2 separate regions of the Hordeum vulgare genome follow, and region 2 is linked to region 1. The links are chromatin contacts, called in public Hi-C maps. All regions are on one chromosome and are shown on one strand. Each heading gives the region's core, a stretch centred on a gene start, on an enhancer-like site or on the middle of the called end of the contact. The rest is flanking DNA. Distances are from core to core; before and after follow the strand shown.

Evidence for each region. Hi-C and Micro-C count contacts between places; a contact is called where the count stands out from the background.
Region 2: a contact with region 1 is called in a Hi-C map of seedling, with 2.2 times the contacts expected there. The contact joins the promoter of LOC123444186 here to the promoter of LOC123444183 in region 1. A contact is called at or near these places in 3 of 6 Hi-C or Micro-C datasets (leaf and seedling).

What each region holds. Positions count from the first base shown.
Region 1 is chr3H:447,156,931-447,162,962 of MorexV3_pseudomolecules_assembly, forward strand. It overlaps LOC123444183 (G-type lectin S-receptor-like serine/threonine-protein kinase LECRK1), which reads right to left and starts at 3,767. Exons shown (of 1, transcript XM_045120820.1): 1 at 963-3,767. The coding sequence starts at 3,514. The coding sequence ends at 1,127. It overlaps LOC123444184 (putative clathrin assembly protein At2g01600), which reads left to right. Exons shown (of 15, transcript XM_045120821.1): 15 at 1-546. The coding sequence ends at 242.
Region 2 is chr3H:447,546,972-447,553,003 of MorexV3_pseudomolecules_assembly, forward strand. LOC123444186 (glycosyltransferase BC10-like) reads left to right here and starts at 3,877. Exons shown (of 11, transcript XM_045120823.1): 1 at 3,877-4,326; 2 at 4,397-4,513; 3 at 4,601-4,701; 4 at 5,355-5,426; 5 at 5,529-5,610; 6 at 5,703-5,783. The coding sequence starts at 4,021.

The sequences.
Region 1 (6,032 bases), core at 2,517-5,016:
GCGATCCTTTCGCGGTGTCGAATCAAATAGCTTCCCCGCCATCGGTTCAAATGGCAGCCATGGCACAGCAGCCCCAGCAGATGCAGCCAAATCCCTTCGGACCGCCATCGCACCCACAGCATGCGGGCACAATGCCTGTGCCAAACCCCTTCCTCGATGCCGGCTTCGGCCCTTTCCCGGCAGCAAATGGAAATGGAATGTACGCACAAGCCAACCCGTTTGGAACTGCGCAACTTCTATAGCTTCACAACCGTACAGTCACAGTTACATACACGTTGGGCGCAATGCCAAACCCAGTTTCCAGAGTTACATACTGCGTGTTGTGAAGTTCAATTTCCTTGCGTCACAAATGATAATGCCAGGTTTGTCCCGCCATCTCCCTTGCGTTGGCCGCTTGATCAATTCTTGTATAGCTCATGCTTGTATTAAATTTTGGTGTATATTTTCTCACCACTTTGGTGGTCATGGAATGGAAGACCCTCCTTGTAAAGAATTTCGTCGTTGCTGATGCGGCATCACATGCCAATGAAAACTTTTATTGGGATACAGGAAACACAGTCACGGAGGTTACAGTTACACATGAGTTCTTGATAGTTGATACCCATTCCCCAGCGACCTGGTTTTTCTTTTCCAATTGCTTATTTTTCTTTAGTCTCCGGCGAGGAACTCACGAGGAGAGTAAACATTCTTAAATTTCGTTCAGTCTGATCGTTTAGTGGAATATCAGAATTCTATCAGAATTCAGATAAGCGATCATTTTCTTTCATGCAAGTTTGTAACTTCATTTCTTAAAGGAATTTTTTGGTCCAGTATCACTAATGGAAAAGGTGATCGGCCCGGTTGGTAAAAAGAGAAGAGCTGTCTGTGAATAGCAGCGTCTACAAAATTGAGCTATCAATTAGGTCTTTTGTCAAAAAAAAAAAAAAAAAAGAGAGAGAGAGAGAGAGAGAGAGAGCTATCGATTAGGTCCAAAATCATTGCCAGCGTCATATTTGTTTTCATTTTCTTCATCGAGCTTTGAGTCTTTTGTGCGAAACAAAAGTAGAAATCATATTGTTGATCTCTACAAAAACCTACATATAGTGAACTAAATTCAGCTGCATTTCTCTACCATCATATACACACATCAATAGGAAGCGGGAGGCGGTGGAAATGGCACCTCCAAATGTCCTTCCAGCATCAAGATGACGCTCTTGATGGACGGCCTCGACTCAGGCTCTCCTTGCACGCACCAGATCCCAACCTTCACCGCCCGCTCCATGGCCGCCGCGTCGACCACCTCGTCGCTGTTCATGGCCCTCGTCACCTCACCCCTCAGCAGGCACTCGTACGCCAGCTCCCTCAGCGTGCGCTCCTCGCCGGCCTCCTCCATCTCCATGCCCCTCCTGCACGTCACGATCTCGAGCAGCACCACGCCGTAGCTGTACACGTCCGCCTTCACCGTGACCGGCCCGGCGCCCCTGTACCACTCGGGTGCCAGGTACCCGCGCGTGCCACGGACGCCGGTGAAAGTGCGCGTCTGGTCGGGCTGCAGCAGCTTCGCCAGCCCGAAGTCGGCGATCTTGGCCGTGCCGGCCGCGTCCATGAGGATGTTCTGCGGCTTGACGTCGCAGTGGATCACGCGGCTGTCCAGCTCGTCGTGGAGGTAGTGCAGGCCCCGCGCCACGTCGAGCGCGATGCCTAGGCGGCCGGGCCACGCCGGCGCGCGGGATGCGCCGCCCTTGAAGAGCAGGTCCGCCACCGAGCCGTTGCTCATGAACTCGTAGACGAGGAGGCGGCTCGCGCCCTCGTGGCAGAAGCCCAGGAGGCGGACCAGGTTGCGGTGGCTCGTCCGCCCGATGGCGCGCACCTCTCTCTGGAACTCCCGCTCGCCGTCTTCCACCAGCTTCTCCAGCCGCTTCACGGCGATGACCTTCTCGCCGTTGCGCAGCGCCCCTTTGAACACCGTGCCGAACGCGCCGCGGCCCAGAGGGTCCCGGAAGCTGTGCGTCGCGCGCTCCAGCTCCTGGTAGGTGTACGATCTCAGGGGCGCCGTCTCCTCCTCCAAGCCCTCGCCGGCGTCGGCGTTCGCGAGCGCCACGTGCCGGTGTAAGATCCTCCAGTTCGCCCGGAGCAGCCGCGCGGAGGCGATCAAGGCGGACAACGCGACGCATGCTAGAACGCCGATGCAAACCAGCGCGATGGTGGTCGCGCGCCCGACGCCGACGGATCTGTGGTTGGTGTCCCTGCCGCTGCCGCCCGGCGTCGGGTTCGCCGCTCCCCCGGTCTTCACGGACAGCGCGTACCCGCCGCCCACGCGGCCGTACCGCAGAGGGAGCTGCTGCTTCGTGCACGTGCCGTCGTTGGCGTCCCTTAGCACCGCGGCGCAGAAGCAGTCGCCCAGGCACGCCGCTTGGCAGTCGGCCGCGCTCGTGCCCGCGCCCATCACCTCGTACGGCGTGTCCGCCCATGACATGTTGGGCGTGGGCGCCATGGAGAAGCCTGCGGCGTCTTGTTGTCCCCCCTTGCATTGGCCGGCGCTGGAGTTCACCGTGCAACCGAGCGCGGCGTTGCTCGCGTCGACGAAACCGAACCCAGGCGGGCACAGACAGGTAGGCTGCCCGTCGCGATCGAGGACGCAGTAGCTGTTGAACCCACAAACTCCCTTGACAAGGCACCGATCGCTCGGTGTGCTCCATAGGACGTCGGCCTTTGACGCGCCGCCGGACACGAAGGCGTGGCGGTACAGACGCAGAACTCCGTCAGGGTCAAGCGTGAGACGGTAGTGGGCTTGCTCCCCAGCTTTTGCGGCTCCGGGTCGCGTCAGGTTGTTGGTGTAGCTGCCGTTGCTGTTCGCCTGGTAGAGCACGCCACTGGCATCCAGGCGCAGGGTGAGGGGGAAGCCGATCTGGAAGGTCACCGTGTCCCAGTACGCCGCGGCTGCCACGTTGCTCGTGCCCACCGGGTACAGCACGAGGTTGCCGTCGTTTTGCTGGTTGGTGAGCCGGTACTTCCCGGTGGCCCTCGTGGTGTCCGACACGCTGGAGAAGAGCTGAGCCCCGGGCACGAGGTCCTGCCCGGCGAGCAGGGTGTCGGTCGGGGACGCGAACGTCGACCACACCACCGACGCGTCCGCGCCGTACAGGACGAAGTTGCCGTCGTCGAGCATGGCGCCGGAGACAGCCGGCCGGGACGGGACTGCCACCGGCCTGTCCTTGATGCTCGCGCCGATCCAGATGAGGCGGCCGTCGTAGGTGAGCATCAGCGAGCCGCCCGTGTCCGGCGTGTCGTTGCGGTTCGCGGTCCACGTGACCGTTACGTTGGGCGCGGTGGCGAGCCAGACGCCGATGGCGAGGCCGCCGTCCGTGGCGTAGAAGCCGAAGGAGAAGCGGCCCGACGGGGACGACCAGCCGGCGCCGGCGGCAGCCAGTAGGGGGGACCTTGATGTGATGTTCGTCTGCGCGAATGACACTTGGAGGGAAACATGGATGACTAGTGTTAAGTAGAAGAGCAGATGGAAAGGCTTGGCCGCCATGGATGGATGATGATGAGCTTGCTGGGCGAATGCTCGGTGGGGGGTCGCTTAGTGCGTGTATGATGAATTGGTGATGCTGATACTGCAAATCACTCAACAGCAAGTCAATCCTTAGTCAGAAATGTACATTAGAACTAATCTGCCGGCCGAAACTTTAGGATCCACCAACCACTTCATGCAATATTTTTTCGTTCGATGCAGCAATCTTTTCAATGGTTGCAACAAAAAATAAAATTTGTAGTAAGAAAAATATCTACGTGGTCGTAACAAAAAAACGAAGTTGATGGTGCGCGGTAGCAAAAGTCAAACACCGGTTGTGGAAAATATCTACGTGACGTGAATGTAACTTTTTTAGTGAACGGTTGCAGCAAAGAATGATGCCGGTTATAGCAAAATTAACACAGTTGTAGCAAAAGTAAAAAATAGCGATTGTAACGAAAATCCAACGAACTGAAGTTGCAATCAACCATGAATGAGCTTTTTAGCGGACAGATGTAGCAAAACAAAACGTTTATAGCAAATATAATGTCGTTTGCAACAATTTTAAATGAAGAAAGTTAGATATCAAGTCAACGAACGCCCGCATGTGTGCGACCGGCCGAACGATTCCCATTAGAGTTTCTGTTGCATCTTGATTTGCCAACGAAGCAACACCATCGGAAGCACTTGTCGAGCAATATCGTGGCTGCGACTTTTCCGTGAAACCGGGCATCATGTGGACCACGAGAAGGGAGACTGCGTATGGACTTTTTTTTTTCATGAACATCCACAGGCGGCCGAAATCACTATCTCGACCCTTCTTGAAAACTTAAGCGAGATGGATTTTTTTCATTGTAATATGACCCTTTTCCTACAAGTAATGCTACACGTACATAAGTTTATAAAAATTTTATACCCAGAAGAATTTTGATTGGAGGTTAAAAGGGATGAGACCCCATCCTTATTAAAAATTAGGGGAGGAGAGATTAGTTAAAAAGAAAAAAGAGATTGACTAGCGACGGCGCCGCATATATGCTCTTCCATGCGGCGGCTCCTTAAACAGTCGGTTGAGCCCAATTCCCTTTGATGTTTAAAATTCAAAAAGTTTTATCTATAAAACCGTTAATTCAATCGATAATCCGTTTTCACTATTGACTTTCTCGCGACGAGTTTTTCGAAACTAGATCCCACGTCGACATGTTTTGATAATTATTTTTTTCAGTTCAAACTTGTCATATTTTTTGACCCCACTTGACATATTATTAACCACTTACTTGTCTGGGAAAAATAACTTGATTGCCATTTTTTAATGTTGTTTCGTATAAAGCCTTGTGGCAGTTTCTATTATGCATGATATAAAAAGCATGTAATAGGTTGTGTTTGCCAATTTAAATATGCTAATTTGTCGTATTTACATATAACTTTGCGAGAAAACTATTTTGTGTGCTTGTTAGTTTTAAGTATGTCGAGTTGTCATATTTACAAACGATGACCAAAAAAGATTTCTTGTGGTCATCGATTTTAAATATGTTGAGTTGTCATATTTTCGCGCGTAATCGCCTATAAAAAGTTGTTTGTGTTTGCTAGTTTGATTATGTCGAGATGTCATATTTATATGCAATCTCCAAAAAATATGACGATTAAATTATTTTTTATCACACAAGTAAGTACTTACTAATATGACAAGTAAGTGCAACAAATATGGTAAGTACGAGTAAAAAAAAAGTTGTCGAAATATGTCGACATGGATCTAGTTTTGAAGATTTCGTCAAAACAAAGTCAATGGCGAAAACGGATCATCGATCGAATTAATGGTTTAAGAGATAAAAGTTTTTGAATTCCAATCATTTAGAGATGAATCATTGCATGCATGCATGCATGCATGGGAAGAGAACACAATGCATGCTTGCGCAGCCGCAACATGGTGATGCCGAGATGCGGCGCTGTTAATTAGATTTTCCCAAGAAAGAATGATAGTCAGTGTGTAACCGTGTGTAACTCTTTGTATGTTTATCATTTTTGTTTCCTACCCTAGCTCAGTGATAGTAGGTATAACTACCTACCGTCAGGGTCTTTGATGGTAGGTTAATGACAGTTGCTCACGATCATGTAGTGATTGCTAACCTGGATAAACGGTCTATCGCCAACTACCAGGAATGATAGGTTGTTATACCCTACCGGCAATGTGTCTGATGGTAGGGATTAACATCCCAAACCCCCCAAATGGGAATGTTGCTTCTATCGAACAAAATTGGGCGGTAGGTCATGGAGCTCTAACGCCAACAAGTTCGGTGGTAGGTATTGTTACCCTACCGTCACGGTCTCGGATGGTAGGGCTAACGGTAGTCGCTGACGATCGTTGGTGGTTGCTGGCGTGGATAAACATTCTACTGCTGGCTACCAGGAATGGTAGGTTGTTATACCTTACCGCCAACGCGTGTGACGGTAGGGTTTAACATCCCAAACCCCAAAAATGGTAATGTTGCTTCTAACTTCTAAGGAACAAAATTGGACGGTAGGTCGTACAACTCTATCGGCA
Region 2 (6,032 bases), core at 2,627-5,126, 390 kb after region 1:
GCCCACTGGCCCACCCCCTGAGGTGGAACTTGGCGCAGATATTTTTGATATTTTCCAAAAATGCTCCCCGTAAATTTTCAGGACGTTTGGAGAACTTTGATTTCTGCACAAAAATAACACCAAGGCAATTCTGCTGAAAACAGCGTTAGTCCAGGTTAGTTCCATTCAAATCATGCAAATTATAGTCCAAAACAAGGGCAAAAGAGTTTGGAAAAGTAGATACGATGGAGACGTATCAGTAGGCTAAAGTCGGTGAGAACCGAAGGGACAAAGGAGGGCGATGGGAACGAGGTTGGTACAAGCATGGAACGCACGATGTACCCAGGTTCAGGGCTCTCCGTAGAGATAAGACCCCTAGTCCTGCGGGAGTGTTTGATGTGTATGAACAGATTACACGGTTGCTCCTGGAGCTGTGTTGAGAGGAGGAAGAGGGGAGCAGCCGGCTTGTCTCTGCCTCTCTCTATGTGGTTGGTGAGTGTGTAGTGTTGTTCGTCCGTGGAATGATCGGCCCCTCTGCATGGAGGGCGACCGGGGGGTTTTATAGGCGAACCCATCGGCCTACAATATGGATAAAGGGTACAATAGTGGGGCCCGGCTGGCAGCCTTGCTGGCTGACCACGGGCCCACGAGAGTCTTGCCTTGTCGCTTGAGGGGTCCGCCGGCTACATGGTCTCGATTGGCCGTGGGACCCGCCGGCTGGCCAATGGATCTCTCGCGTAAGGTTGACGCCGAGCACGCGTTGTACGTAGAGCATCGTCCAGCGAGATTCGTCATGGGCAAGTAGTACGACCGCCTCCACTGTTCCCCACGCCGAGTGCAGTAATGGAGTGGGAGTGTGACGTTCCGACACTATGCTAGGTGATGGATCAGAGCCGGGGTAGGTCAGCGGCATGGCCGCCGACGCTCATACCTGCCGGGCGCTCCGATCCTGTACCTTTGCTGACGCGTAGCCACCTTTAAACGTAAGGTCTCATCCCGTCCTACGATCTGATGTGACTTGTGATCCTCGGTCGGCTGGCCTGCTTGGCCAGCCGGCTTGGGCACGGCCGCCTCTTTCCTTGCCGGCTGGCTGGACCAGGCTGGCCCGAAAGAGGTAACCGCCTCGAATCTAGCCGGTAGGGGTTGCCTGACCGGCCAGAGAGATGGCCGCCTCGTCTTCCAGCCGGTAGGCGCAACCTAGCCGGCCAGAAGACTTGGGCCTTAGGAAAGTGTATTTGTTCATGTCCTTTGAGCTGGAAATGAAGGAACACGCTTAATGAGCCTACCCCGGGGTTATCCCCCCGACAAGTAGCTTAGCAAGGATCAATATATGAAAAGCGGAGGCATTGGATCAATGATGTATAAGTATATTGGATAACATTCATCATGTAATAGCTACACACTAGAGTGACACATAAGTCGCTCCAATTCATTAATGTAATGTAGGCATGTATTTCGTATATAGTCATACATGCTTATAGTAAGAACTTGCATGTCATCGTTTGTCCTACCCTACCGTGGCAGCGGGGTCCCTAAGTAAACTAAGGGATATTAAGGCCTCCTTTTAATAGAGAACCAAACAAAGCATTAACACATATTGGATACATTAATTCCTCAAACTACGGTAATCACCGGAAACAATCCCAATTATTGTCACCTTGGGGTACGTTGATTATGACACGTAATAGGTGCATATAACTTCCAAGATTGATCCAAAACACTCTCATATTCATGGTAACATAATAGGTTCAGATCTGAAATCATGGCACTCAGGCCCTGGTAACAATCATTAAGCATAGCAAAAGTCATAGCAACATAATTCTCACAACATAGTGGATACTAGGGATCAAGCCCTATCAAAATAACTCAATTACATGATAAATATGATCCAATCTCATCACCGTTCAACAAGCCTACAAAGGAATTACTCACTCCCGATGGTGAGCATCATGGAGTTGTTGATGGAGAAGGGTTGATGATGACAACGGAGACGAACCCCCCTCTCCGGAGCCTCAAACAGACTCCAGATCAGCCCTCTCGAGGAAGAACAGGAGGTGGCGGCGGCTCCATCTCGTGAAAGGCGATAAAACTTCCCTCTTCTTTTTCTCAACAAATAGGAATATATATAAGCTTGAAATTAGGGTCAGCGAAGCCTCACGGGACCCACAAGGTAACAGGGCGCGCCCTAGGGGATGGGCGTGCCTTGTTGCCTTGTGAGCAACTCGCGGGCCCCTCCGGTGGATCTTCGCTCCAGTATTTTTTTTATATTCCATAAAAACTCCAGAAATTTTCATCCAATTTCGAGAACTTTTATTTCTGCACAAAAACAATACCATGGAAGGTCTGCTGAAAACAACATCACCCCGGAGAAGTTTCATTCAAATCATGCAAATTAGAGTCCAAAACAAGAGCAAAAGTGTTTCAAAAAGTAGATACGCTGGAGACATAACATTGAGCACCACCTGCCCTCCCATGGCCTTGGACAGACCCGTAGATGCTAGGGGTGACGGGTCGTGGACTCCGGTGTTGTCAATGTTTGGGACGACGACACGCTTGGCACCGAGAAGGGAGAGTGAGTTTTCACTACAGATCCACCTGTTTCCCCCCCCTCCATTTTACGCGACCTCCGTGAGACTTGGTTCCCTCGCTTTAGGGGGCTGGTTCACATGCACCCTGGTATTCACCTACCCCTCTTCCTCCATGGGTGTTACAGCCGCCACCACCACCTTAAAGCCATTCCCCATGTTGAAATTTGATAAGTATTGGTTTTGGGCAGTTCCAGCAACACGTGCTCCTTCCACTGCATCCGCGGGATGTCAATCCTTGATAGTCTTGTTTTGCCCGGATCAGATGCCACAACGGAGCGCGCGACAACGCCGACATAAGAAACAAGAGCAACTTTGGCAAGCAGGGTGATCTTGGAAGTTGTGTACTGCCCTTTTTAGGCCACCCGCGGGCGTAGATTTTGCCTTAACACCTGTTGCGTCTCACTCAACTGTGTTGGTGATGCGGGCCGACTCATCTTCACTCAACTGTGTTCGTGATGCGGACCGACTCATCTTCATGGTTGTATTCATCAGACGTGGGGCGGCGCTGCCATGGGGGAGGAGGATCCTTGGGGATATTTGCATGTCATCCATTATACGACAATAAATTTGCCATGAAAAATGTTTGTTTTGTTATGCTTAAAATCTCACGTTAATTTTTTTAGTACTTCCTCCGTTTTTATTTACTCCTTGTATTATGTTTGGTCAAAGTTAAACTTTACTAAAGTTTACAGAAAAAACATTAGCATATACAACAACAAGCCAATATCATTAGATTCATTATTGAATGTACTTTTACATCATATAGATTTGTTACACAAATATTTATATTGTTTATTATAAACTTAATTAAATTTATTAAAATTTGATTTCAGTTAATTCTAATATACTCCCTCCGTTCCTAAATATAAGTCTTTTAAGAGATTTTACTAGTGGTCTACATACGAAACAAAATGAATGAATCTATATTCTAAAGTATGTCTATATACATATACATATGTAGTCTATTAATAAAATCTTTAAAAGGACTTATATTTAGGAACGGAGGAAGTAAAAAGTATATATATAAAAAAAAAGTATTTCGGTAAATGATATTGTTAATTTGACACGAAATTCCCGAGGGTTCGGCAAGACCCAAGACCCACCCGTCATCGTCGGATCTCCAAATCCAAGAGCTCATTCGAAACAAAATGTTATCTCAGCACCTCAGCAGCCGGGTCACAGATCCCAACGCCCTCGCCAGCTGGCCCACCGCGAGGTCCGCCACGCCGCGGATCGCCAACACCGCCCCGCCCCCACAGAGTCACCGAACCCGCGCGCGTCACGAGAACTGAAAAATCGCACCAGAAGCTCAGCAAAAGCAAGGCGAAAAGTAACACGGCGCCACACCACCGCACACCACACCGCCCGTCTCCAGCTCCCCACCGACCCCCCGCGGCGCCCCGCGTGCCCGAAACGCCACGCTCTGCCTTCTAACCCCCCGTTCCGGGTTTGAATGCCGCCGAGGCCCACGCCGGCGCCGGGTCAGCTGCTGCCGCGCCCGCTGATGCCGGGGGCCAAGAGGCCGGCCGCCCCGTGGGCGCTGGCCCTCCCGGCCGGCCGCCGCGCGCGCGCCCGCCTCTGCCTCCGCCTCGCCGCGCCGCTCTCCTTCCTGCTCCTCCTCGCGGCGTTCCTCCGCACCCAGCCCCCCGCCGCGCCGCTCGCCGCGCTGCCGCCCTCCGCGGGGCCCGGGAAGGTGGCCTTCCTCTTCCTCGCCCGCGCCGGCCTGCCGCTCGACTTCCTCTGGGACGCCTTCTTCCGCGTAAGCACCCAGCGGCCTCTCCCGTGACTCGTTCCTTACGTCTGGTTCTGATCGTCGCGTGTTTCGGCAGAATGGGGAGGAGGGGAGGTTCTCGGTGTACGTGCACTCGGCGCCGGGGTTCGTCCTCGACCGCACCACCACCGGATCGCCGTACTTCTACGGGCGTCAACTCGCGAGGGCCGTCAAGGTTGACCCTCTTACCGACTTTTTTCATATCTGGTTGCTGTGATCGGGGTTCGATTTTGAGTTGGGGAAATATGGTTGCGTCCTGCAGGTAGCGTGGGGCGAACCAACCATGGTCCAGGCGGAGAAGATGTTGTTCGCCGCTGCGCTTGAGGATCCCGCCAACCAGCGGTTTGTTTTGCTCTCGGATAGGTAAGTTACTTTTCCCATAGTGTATGTACTGATTTTTCTTCGGAGGCAGTGATCTCGTTACCTTATTTAGCATACTAGTATAAATGTAACAGGGGCTTAAACTGTAGTTGCCACTAGTGATCAATTAAATAACTGGATATTTAATAACGGTAATTTACATGTGAACTCGAGTAGGTTATCTATTTATCACGGACTCATTTAGATTGGTACATCCGATTCCATTTTGTAGAATTGAAGTGGGTAGTCTTCTAAGTGATGCATTGGTATTCTGGTTTCCAGCTGTGGTGCTTATTCAGAGGACCACCGTGGGGGTAACATCCTTTTTACTCGGAAATTGCTAGATGATGGTGGGAAAATTATTGTTGGAGTAATGGACCCATTCTGTGATTTTGATTCCTTGTTGCTTGGTTCGCTTGTGTGCTTCCACAAGGGACTAATCGTTGCTTGACTTACTGTATTAAGTATGAAGCATTCATACATGTCCAAACTGAGAGAGAGCTTTTTCAGAGATTTTATTTTTCATTCCTTAGTATGCATGCCTCCGCATTGTAGTTTGGGTTTGCTTCCCTTTGTCAGTACAAGCATCAATTGATTATTTTGAAGGTCTGCAGTTCCTAGTTTAAATTTTAACATTTCATCGATTTCTGTTTCAGTTGTGTTCCTTTGTACAACTTCAGCTACACATATACTTACTTGATGGGTTCACCTAAAAGTATTGTGGATAGGTAATGGAAAGATACGATATGCTACTTTGCAACTTCCCAAATTTCCATAGAAGATGCAATGTTTAAGCCTGAAGTTTCTAAAATGAGTTTTTTTGTCTTCAGTTTCACTGACAAGGCAGAGAAGCGCTATAATCCAAACATGTCTCCCGTCATTCGAAAGGATAAATGGAGGAAAGGATCACAGGTTCTTGTGATTTCATGGCTTTCTTTTTTGCTGTAGATTTTTCATACTTGTTTAAGAGCTTAACTCTGAATCCATCTGCCATCTCATTTCAGTGGGTAATGTTAATCAGAAAGCACGCAGAGGTTGTTGTTGGTGACAAGCATGTCTTTCAAGTATTCAGAAAGCATTGTAAGGTAGTTGTTGTTCTGGTGATGTGGATGCTGGAATTTCCGCTTACCTTATTTTCGCCCTTTCTAATCCTTGACGTGAAGTAAATGTTACATTGTTTTTGGATGTGTTTGTTTGAGTTCCTCTTCATGTGCTACGGCCTTGAATCTTAAACTTACAATTCGTTTAACAAATAATGCTAGCAATAGAAAATGTGTTGTGTCCTTTCGTTAAGTACATGTATATGAAAGCCTGGCCTTTACATTCCCTAGTTG